Linked DNA regions of Sus scrofa: region 2 is linked to region 1. A link is a contact called in public Hi-C data. All regions are on one chromosome and are shown on one strand. The core of a region is the stretch at or near the end of the contact, and the rest is flanking DNA. Distances in the headings are between cores, read along the strand shown.

Evidence for each region. A called contact is a pair of places that touch in the nucleus more often than the background predicts.
Region 2: a Hi-C map of skeletal muscle shows a contact between it and region 1, with 5 times the contacts expected there. The contact joins the promoter of GCLC here to the promoter of RXRB in region 1. A contact is called at or near these places in 1 of 5 promoter capture datasets (fetal liver) and 1 of 47 Hi-C or Micro-C datasets (skeletal muscle).

What each region holds. Positions count from the first base shown.
Region 1 is chr7:25,239,173-25,244,235 of Sscrofa11.1, reverse strand. RXRB (retinoid X receptor beta) reads left to right here and starts at 1,582. Exons shown (of 10, transcript NM_001190246.1): 1 at 1,582-1,813; 2 at 2,492-2,739; 3 at 3,263-3,419; 4 at 3,780-3,959. The coding sequence starts at 1,582. It overlaps SLC39A7 (solute carrier family 39 member 7), which reads right to left and starts at 1,226. Exons shown (of 7, transcript NM_001131045.1): 1 at 396-1,226; 2 at 139-307. The coding sequence starts at 806.
Region 2 is chr7:27,206,930-27,212,261 of Sscrofa11.1, reverse strand. It overlaps GCLC (glutamate--cysteine ligase catalytic subunit), which reads right to left and starts at 2,694. Exons shown (of 16, transcript XM_003482164.4): 1 at 2,089-2,694. The coding sequence starts at 2,238.

The DNA of each region.
Region 1 (5,063 bases), core at 333-2,832:
GTGGGGGAAAAGGTTAGATAAGGGAATATCCCACACAAAAGGTGTGTATTGGGGGGACACTAGAAGGTCAGGGATCACAAAGAGGAAAGAACCCTCTCATTCAAAGAATAAAACACTCTAAGATTTGAGGTCACTTACCCAGAGCATGAGGAATGAGGTGCAGGAAGGCATCTCCCAAGAGCCCACCCGAAGCAAAACTCAGCAGGATCTGGAGCAGAGAGCGGTGCCGAGGTGAGTTGGACTCCACCGGGATAAGGAAGAGGACGAAAAATGGAGCTGCAGAGATGAGCACTGTGGCCCCTAGTGCCTAGTGAGGGAAAGTCAGGGGTCAAGAGGTGTGGGACTTCCCAACAATCCAGAACTCGCCCCCCTCTGCCCCATCCCGGGGGACTCACATAGGCCCAGAGAGTGACAGTGTCCAAGTCCTGCTTGATGCCTGGAGCCCCAGATTCCCCATAGCCTCCATGGCTGTGCTCATGGTCATGTCCGTGTCCTGGGTGGTAGAGGCTCTCATGGGAGTCGCCATGAATATGGCCATGGTGCAAATCCTCATGTGAATGTCCATGATCGTGACCGTGGGTATGCCCATGCCAGATGCTCTCATGAGTATGGCCATGGCCATGGGCATGGCTGTGTCCATGGTGGAAATCCTCATGTGAATGCCTGTGGCTGTGGCCATGCAAGTCCTCCTGCAGGTCTTCGTACAGGTCGCCATGACCCCCGTGTCCGGCCACTAGCAGCCCCAAGGCTGCCCACGTCAGCAGTCCCACGGCCACCCTGTGGGGGGCCCCCAGGCCTCTGGCCATCACGCTGACCAGAGGGACACAGACAATGACTCCACTTGACCCTCAACTGTATACCTATACAGGGTCCGCTTTACTCCGATAGCGCCCTCTGTCCACGTCTATGGACCGCTTCCCCGTCCCATTCTGTCCCCACCCACATTGTCCCCAAGATTCGTTTTCTTTATCCCGAACCCCTTCCCGGATGTAGGGCCCCCGGGATACCGCTCTAGGCTTTGATCCTCCACTCTTGGACTCTCTGGGCCCTCGTCTCTATGGCCCACTAGTTGAGAAAAAAGGCTTGGAAAGGACAGCAGAGAAAAGCGGGCTATTCTCACCGGCTCCGGGATCCTCTCCTTTCCCGGTTTGCTCGGACGTGGCAGTCCCACCTCCAGCTCCCGCGAGAACAGGGAATTCGGTTCTACCTTGGTCCCAATACTTTACCAATATGGCCGCATCCCGGTAGCTATGAAGCGCGCCTGTCCTGGCGCGCACGCGCGAGTGTGGAGGTTATTTGAGGGGATGCTGGGCGAGGCCGCTTAACAGGCTGGAGGAGACCGCCTCCTCGGTTTCCAACTAGACGAGGGGGCGGGAACTAGCGCGGAGACTTCCCGTCTATACCAAGATGGCTGCCACATCGGCGCTGTCATTTGGGTACAGAGCAGAGCGAAGCGCTTAATTTGACTCGGTTCAGGCCAAAGTCTTTTTCTCTGGGGCTTCCTCGTGCTAGCCGAATTCCCCGATCAGTTCTTGAGAATCCCTGGTACCCTCTCGGCATCCCTACACTCAGCCAGGAATCATGTCTTGGGCGGCTCGCCCGCCCTTCCTCCCCCAGCGGCATGCCGCAGGGCAGTGTGGGCCGGTGGGGGTGCGAAAAGAAATGCATTGTGGGGTCGCGTCCCGGTGGCGGCGGCGGCGGCCCTGGCTGGATCCCGCAGCGGCGGCGGCGGCAGCGGCAGCCGGAGAACAACAAACCCCGGAGCCGGAGCCGGGGCAGGCTGGACGGGACGGGATGGGCGACAGCGGGCGGGGTGAGTGTCCTAACAGACGGACAGGCAAGGCAGTGACCGCGTTATCAGCAGCCCCTACCCCCCCTCCCCTGATGCTCTTTCCCAGGCGCTCCCGCCCCCTTGTTTGTAAACACGCGTCCCCTCCCTCCCGAGGGCCTTAGCGCCCTCCCCCCGGGGCGGGGCGGGGAAGGGGAGCTTCCGCCGTCCGAGGGGTGGCCGGCCGCTTGAGGCCTTACACTCCTGAGATCCCAGGAGTGGGACAGTAGACCTTGAGCTTGAGGATTCTGGACGTTTGAAGGCAGATTCTGCGTCCTAGGAGGGGTCTCTTCCGCCTGTCTCTTTTCCCTGCTTGGTTTGGCTCCAAACTGGGAATGGAGGTGCTGACTGGTCCACACCACGTGCTGCCCCACCCACACGAGATGCCCCAGGCCTGGGGTGACCAAATGCATTGCTTGGAACGTGCCTCACCTGAACTGTCCTCTTCTTTGGCAACCCCTTCCTCTCACCACAGTTAGGAGTTAAGCCGTTGTTTGACAGCAGGGTACCTCTGAACTTAGGAAGGGGTGGGTGGGGTGGGGTGGGGTGGGGGTGCGGTGGGGGATCAGAGAAAGAATTAAAAGTCTCCGGTTGGATGATCGAAGACTCATTTTCTCTTTTTGTCTCTCCTGTCTGTGTCTGCCTGTGTGTACCCCTCCCCAGACTCCCGAAGCCCAGACAGTTCCTCCCCAAATCCCCTTCCCCAGGGGGCCGCTCCCCCTTCTCCTCCTGGGCCACCCCTACCACCTTCAGCAGCTGCATCCCTTGGAGGCTCTGGGGCCCCACCCCCACCCCCGATGCCACCCCCCCCACTGGGCTCCCCCTTTCCAGTCATCAGCTCTTCCATGGGGTCCCCTGGTCTGCCCCCTCCAGCTCCCCCAGGATTCTCCGGGCCTGTCAGCAGTCCCCAGGTGAGAGGTTGTGACCCACTTCCTGCCTCTCCACTTTCATTTCCTGTTTTCCTGTGACTCCACATCCTTGAGTGAACTTCCCCATGGCCCCTTGACCTGCCAGGCCTGAAGTCCTTTCGAGACCCCTTGCCCTTCCTGAAGTGACTGATCGTTCAGTACATGCCTCCTCCCCGACCCTATAAAAGAACCCAGGTGTTCTTGATGTCCCTTTCCATCTATTAGTGATTGTTTTTTTTTTTTTTTTTTTTTTTTTTTTTTTGCCCTTTTTGTCCCAGCTGCCCTTCTGAGATACAAGCCTTCGGGGCCATTGTGTTGCACAATTTCAGGGGGACCTTTATATCTCATCCTCTTTGGGGTTGTGCTCATTGGGGGTGGCCCTTCATGGGCACTGCAGTGTCAATAATGCCCTTTGTAGTGTGCAATGCAGGGCCCTGCCTAGTGGTAGGGAGTGATTTCTGTCACCTCTGAAAAATTATCCTTCCCAATGAGTCTTCCTGTGACTTCCCTATTTCCCCCATCCCAGATTAACTCAACAGTGTCGCTCCCTGGGGGTGGGTCTGGCCCCCCTGAAGATGTGAAGCCACCAGTCTTAGGGGTCCGGGGCCTGCACTGTCCACCCCCTCCAGGTGGCCCTGGGGCTGGCAAACGGCTATGTGCAATCTGCGGGGACCGAAGCTCAGGTATGAGACTCAGAGGACCAGGAGGGAGGAAGAAAGAGTGTTCCACATACCATCACCTGTGGGATTCCCAGGGGCCACTGAGGTTGCATTAGAGCAAGTGAGCTGGGGAGCTCTGATGAGAGTTAAAGAACCTGCAGCTCAGATTTGGGATGTGGAGTGGTCAGAGGGAGGAGGGGGCTGGTGTAGGGTTTTGAACATAAGAAGAGTGAGGCTGGATCATCCCTCACATCCTGGTTCCCCATCTCTCTACTTGGCAAACAAAGAGCAGACTTAAACTAGATTTGCTGGGGGGAGGGTGGCAAGCATGTTTGTGGTGCAGGGTCTACACACAGTCTTATTGCTCTTCCTCTCCCATTGTAGGCAAACACTACGGGGTTTACAGCTGTGAGGGCTGCAAAGGCTTCTTCAAGCGCACCATCCGTAAGGACCTGACCTACTCGTGCCGGGACAACAAGGACTGCACGGTGGACAAGCGCCAGCGGAACCGCTGTCAGTACTGCCGCTATCAGAAGTGCCTGGCCACAGGCATGAAGCGGGAGGGTAAGGGCCTCCTCACGTAGGCCTCCCAGTCTGCCCAGTGGGAGAGGAGGCAGGAGGTAGAGGGAAGACCTCAGCACAGACTGTATCTCAGGAAGGCCGGACTCTTCTTTCTCTCCTCCAGAGGGCGGTGTTTGATTTTTCTCTGCTCCTCTCTTCAGCTCTCCTCCCTGGGACCCTGGTCTGGTCCCTTGAGTTTCCTTCTTAATGCTTCTGCCCCTGTGACCTGCACCTCCAGCGCCTCCCTGGTCTGGTGCTAGGCTAGGATCACTTCTCCTTCCCCACCTCGCTCACCTTCTCTAACCTAAAGAGTTCTTCCTCTCTGACCCAGGGCATCCACTCTGGTCTCCATCTCCCTGTTCCCTGTGTTCTCTCCTGCAAACTCTAGGATTCTGCCCTCTTAAGCTACAGCCTTTACTGAAGACGTCAGGGCTTCTTTCCCTCTTTTAAATCTCTAGCTTATCTTCTGAAATCTGATTCTGGAATTCTTTTTTTTTTTTGTCTTTTTTGTTGTTGTTGTTTTGTTTTGTTTTTTAGGGCCACACCTGTGGCATATGGAGGCTCCCAGGCTAGGGGTCCAATCAGAACTGTAGCCACTGGCCTACGCCAGAGCCACAGCCATGTGGGATCCAAGCCGCGTCTGCAACCTACACCACAGCTCACAGCAACGCCAGATCCTTAACCCACTGAGCGAGGCCAGGGATTGAACCCACATCTTCATGGATACCAGTCAGATTCGATTCCACTGAGCCACAATGGGAACTCCAAATTCATTATCTTTAAAAATGGGGACAGAACATTGTAAATCAACTATAATAGAAAAAATAAAAATCTTTTAAAAAAATAAAAAAGACCAGAAAACAAAGAAAAATATAAAAATGGGGAGAAGCGCCCACAGGGTTGTTATAATAATTGAGTGAATGTTAATGTGTGCCTAGTTTGTTTCTTAGTGTGAAGTAGACCCTCAATTTAAATGTTAGGTTTCTCCCTTATTCCTGTACCCACCCTTTTACTTCTCCTTCTTGGTTTATTTATCTGTCCTTTTATGATGCTTGCTTCTAGACTGCCCCACGTCTGCTGTTGTTTCAAGTGACTTTTGCAATTTCT
Region 2 (5,332 bases), core at 1,445-3,944, 2.0 Mb before region 1:
CCATGGATCGGGTAGTACTGTATTTACTATTGAAAAAAATCCGAGTGTAAGTAAACCTGAGTTTTTCAAGTGTCAGCTGCATTAAATAAGATGTCAGATGCTGTAAAGAAACAAGGACTTCAGATTTCTAACATCTTCTAAATTTATTTCTCAACCCACTAACGGATCGTGACCTCCAGTTTGAAAAATAATGCTCTATAACATAAGAATGAGTCCCTGTACATGACAGTAGAGGAACAGAAGCATCAGCAAATACTCAGGTATAAGACAAACCCCTCCCCAAAGTCATACATACCTTCTCTCTGCCCAGAGATGCAGAGGTACCACAAGGGAGAGTTAAGCCTCTGCAAGCCGCTGGTCAAGGAGAGGAGAGAGAACCAACCTGGGGGAGACCAAGGTTTCACTGAAGTGCTATTACAGGAGTAGAAAGAGTGGGGGATTGTTTTTCTTAACCACCTGGGCAGTCCTCACAATCTCAATTCTTCCCTTTGTGTCAGGCTGCCTATTTCCCAGTGGACTGTCAATACATGCAAACAGGAATTTTATTCTTTTTGAAAATCCTGCACTCTACCCAGACATGACTGAAGCAGAATTTAACAGGAGTTCCCATTGTAGCTCCTAGGAAACAAACCCAAAAGTATTAATGAGGATGAGGGTTTGATCCCTGGCCTCGCTCAGTGGGTTAAGGATGCAGTGTTGCCTTGAGCTATGTATGGTGGAGGTCAAAGACGCTGCTCAGATGTGGCATTGCTGTGGTGTAGACCGGCAGCTCTGATTCGACCCCTAGCCTGGGAACTTCCATATGCCACACCTGCGGCCCTAAAAAATAAAATATACCAACAAATGAGCAGCATGTTTAAATCTAAAATAATCTAGATAGTACAGAGGATAGATAATAAAATACACCTGATACACAAATGAATATATATGATGGCAGATGCTGTAAAAAAAATTAATTAGCTTTAGACTAAAAGCAAAGAATTATCACCAAACACATACCCTAGCCCTTTTCTGTCCAATAAAGTACAGAAAATCACTTGGTGCATAAACATGAATTACCAGCCTTACTTTTCTAGCTTAAAACAGCACAATTCCTTCAACTTAAGAGGCAGAATCATTTTCCACTCACAGAAAAACTAACTTTTTGCAGGGAGAGATTCCGGACGGACACAGCAGCACCATGACACTTAGGTCAATAGTGATTACACTGACCAGAAGATAAATTATTTACACCTGAGCAAGCTCTGGGCAGCAAAAGGTAAAAACATGAAAAATACAGATGGACTTTTCGAGAAGTCATTTGATTATGTGAACTATAATACACGTGACTTTTAAAGACAGGAGGGGAAGGCATAAACGTCTTTTCGCGAGAAAAGACTAAATCTAACAGGAGGCAATGCTTTCCAGATCATTCCAATGACAATGGTTCAACACAGTGAGAATCTACGGACGTTACACTGAAACAGCACACATGTGGAAGCACGGATTCAGAAAGTTTCTATGCTAAATCTAGGCCATGAAAAGGCGCTAACAAAGCCGAATTTTGAAGCTCTAGCAGTCTGCATTTAGAATTAAAAAGGACCAGGAAGATTCCTCTCCTTTAGGAAAGCTGAGCCATAATTTGTTTCAACTTTTACCTATAAAGTGGTGGTGGTGCAAGGTGGCTGATAAGCTGGAGGTTTAACAGGTACCTGGAGGAGGTGGGGCGCAAGTGAATCCTGAAACCTGATTCTCAACAGCAACCGGCCTTCTTCATGTTAACGGCATTTTGAGACAGAACGGTGGGTCGCTAGGCGGTCGCCTAACACCCCAGCCTGAAAACTCCTCCAGGCACCCAGTATCACACTTTTCCACGCTTATACCCTCCCAGCGCCTATCCGCATTTGCTGAATGGAGAGGAACCCCGAATGAATGAATGGAAAAGAGAAGTCTGGCCAGAGACTCGGAGCAGGGGCCTGGACAGCCCTGGGCGGTGCTGGACCCTCGCGGGAGCGGCGGGGACCCTCGGGGCAGCGCAGGGCGCGAGCTGCCCGGGGCCGGGGCCGCGTCTCGCGGAACAAAGGGGCGCGGGGTGGCGGGGGTGCTCACCTCGTCGCCCCACTTGAGCACGTCCTTGTGCCGGTCCTTGACGGCGTGGTAGATGTGCAGGAACTGGAGGATCCCGTGCCGTCGCACGTGGTCGGCGTGGCGCTGGGTCTCCTCCCAGCTCAGGGGCGAGCCCTGGGACAGCAGCCCCATGGCCGCCCCCTATCCTGGTCCCCCGGGCTAGTGGCGGCCGCTCCGGGCTCCGGGCGCGCAGCCCGGGCCGGACACTCAGCTGCCCGCAGAAGGCGAGGGCGGCTTGGCCCCGCGGGGGCGCCCTCGGGCCGCAGTCGGCAGAATGAGGGTCCGGTCCGCTCCTGGGCACGGGGTCCTCGCCGCTCGGGCGACCGACCCAGACGTCCGGCGCACCGCGCGGACAGAAGCGGACGGGAGGGGAGGCTGGGTGGCCCTCTGCCCGACGGCCTGGACCCTCGCCCGCTCGAGTCCCGCCCCGCTCCTGCTCCGAGGCGGCGGCGGCGGCCCCCACAGCCGCGGTGCGCCGGCAGCTCCCGCTTCTCTTTGCCGGTGTCGTGCTCTAGCTTCTTCCTACTTATGACCAAAACCTGCGCCGCCGCGGAGCATGCCCAGTCCGCCTACCCACTAGCTCGCCGCTCCCGTGAGCGATCCGCAGCTCCGGATTTTATAGACTGCGGGCGGGGGCGGGGAAAGGAGGCGGTGCAAGAGAGGAGGCGTGGCCGATCGCCCCCAGGGGCCTAGGGAGGAGGCGGGGGAGGAGTGCATAGGCGTGGTTAGGGCGGAGTCCAAGGGGAGGGGCTCGGCGGCGAGGAGCCGGGTCAGCCTCGTTTTAAGCAAACGCGCTGTGTGAAAATCCGTTTTCTCTAATCCAAAAAGATAAACTCTGGGTTCGTGAAGAAATTTGATTATTCGAATTAATGAAGAATCCACTAGATATTTTTGTAGGTGAGGAGGGTCTCATAAAAGCGGGGCGAGAGCAGCAGGGTGTGGCAAGAAAATTTGTCTACACGTTTTCAGACATGTATGTATTAAAGTACTTGTGCAGTCTCACTATTTGGTAGCAGATGATACAGACACTATTAATTGCAACAAAAGGGGAGTTGTCAACATCTCCGGAAGGATCGTTAGATGAATCATCTCCAAAGTGTATTCCCCATCCAAACCTAAGATTTATCCATTAAGTGATTAAAATGGTGTTCATGTGAGCTTACCACAGGGGTTAGAAGATACTAGAAAGAACTGGGGTTGGCCCTAGGCTGGCGGGAAAGGGAAGGAACCAGGTATATCTCCCCCAGGTAATTTTAATTGTTCAAAAAAATGTGTGACAGAGCCATGAAATGACAGCTGGGGGGAAATTGACAGCAACTGGATCATACAGGTACTGAGGCCTGAAAGCATGTATTTATTGTGCCCACTTCCCTCATGCCACGAAGTTAACATTTAGCAAGTACTTCTTGACTGCTCTGTGGATATATGATCGAAGTTTATTCTCCCACATCCTTATTGGATGTGCCCATCTAGGAGCTTGGGGATATGGATATGCAGGATCTGTCTGTAATGGTCACAGGTGTGTGTTTGTCTGTGTGTGTGTGTGTGTGTGTGTGTGTGTGTGTGTCTGGAGTGTGGGGTGGCTGTGTATGTATGTTTGGAGTGTTGGGGGGTGTCTGGAGTGTGTGTGGGGGTGTGTCTGGAGTGTGGGTGGGGATGTAATGGTGTTTGAGGCTCAGGAGATGTTTCAATCCCCCTTTTCAACAGCCAGGATGAAAACTAAACCTCATTCTAACTTGTCCACAGCGGGATCTTCCTTGTATTCTGCCCACCACCTCACTAGACCTGTGTGGTCCTGGATTTCTCCCGTTTTTTCTGCTTGGAATTCTCCCTGTGACACGTTCTTTTCATTCTTTGAGTCCCAGTTACTCCTCTCTGTACTTTGGTTATATCTGTACATGTCTCTATTTCTACATTATGATAGAATCATTAAAAAAAAAATCTCTATACTATATACTAGTTCCCTCTGGAATAGAGAGGATTTATGCCTTTTGTACCTTTAAAACTGCTTGGTATAAACATTAGCTTCCTATGGAAGGCAGGCCATGTGGGGGTGGAGAGGGACGACATTGTTGGTCACATCCAGGTAAAGTGTCCAAAGGATCATTTTGTAGTTCTCACAATCTCATCTCACATATGCATACCTTGCATTGTTTAACACAATAGCCATCAGCCACAGGTGGCTGAGCATTTGAAATGTGGCTAATTTGAGAAACTAAATTTTAGTTTTAATCTACAAAAATATAAAATCGATATTCCATTTGGTTTCTGGAAAACTTCTAAGTAAATTTGGAACAGGTTGAGAATGTGAATCCACTTCTTCATCAGTTAGTTTCATGAAATTGAATTACAGGTCAAGTGTTTCCAAAGAAAATTTAGTGGACTGGAGATGTGCTGAGTGTAATACAAACACCAGATTCAAAGAGTTAATACACAAAAAGAAAAGAAATATCTCATTACTAATTTTATATTGATTACATATTATACCAGTACTCTGGATATGTTATAGTACATTACTTAATATAGTATATTGTTTCTTTTTAGTTTTTAAAAGTGGCTAACAGAAAATTTAAGGTTATATGTGTGGTTCGAATTCCATTTAACTGTAACACAAGTGTAGACATTCACACTTTGCAAAGCACACACTTTTCCACTACACCTGCAGCCTACCTCAAAGCTAGTCTCTTGGAAAAGTGTCAGTTTCATTTTAATAAGGAAACAGACAGGGGCATTTCAGTAGTAGACTAAATTCTAGTCTAGCCAAAGCTCTAAACGATACTGAATGTATTGAGAGCTAATAACTATAATTTTGAGTCACTCTGCCTCTGATTCCAGTTAACACTCACAGAGGGGGCCTCTCCCTCTACCCCCCAATTTCGAACTAGCTAAGAAAGAGCCCTGGGCTTTGGACAATCCCAAATCAGATGCAGCGTGGTGGCATCACCCGGAAGGTATGTCAAATTTAAACCATGACCTCCATGGTGCTTTACTAATTTGCTGTTACAAGAGGGAAAATCACTACAGATCAACGGTTATTCCCCTCTATTTGACTATGTTCTGCATTTTTGGGTTTACTTCTGGATTTCATTCTTAAGATTGCAGCCAAGTCTGGGTTTTTACTTCTGGGGGTGGGTTTTCAGCGCACGGCCCTGCACAGAACGTTTAGCGCTTTAACTGGCTAAAGTAGGCGCTCGTATCTCGCAGAATTGGTCTGGACCAAAGGTGG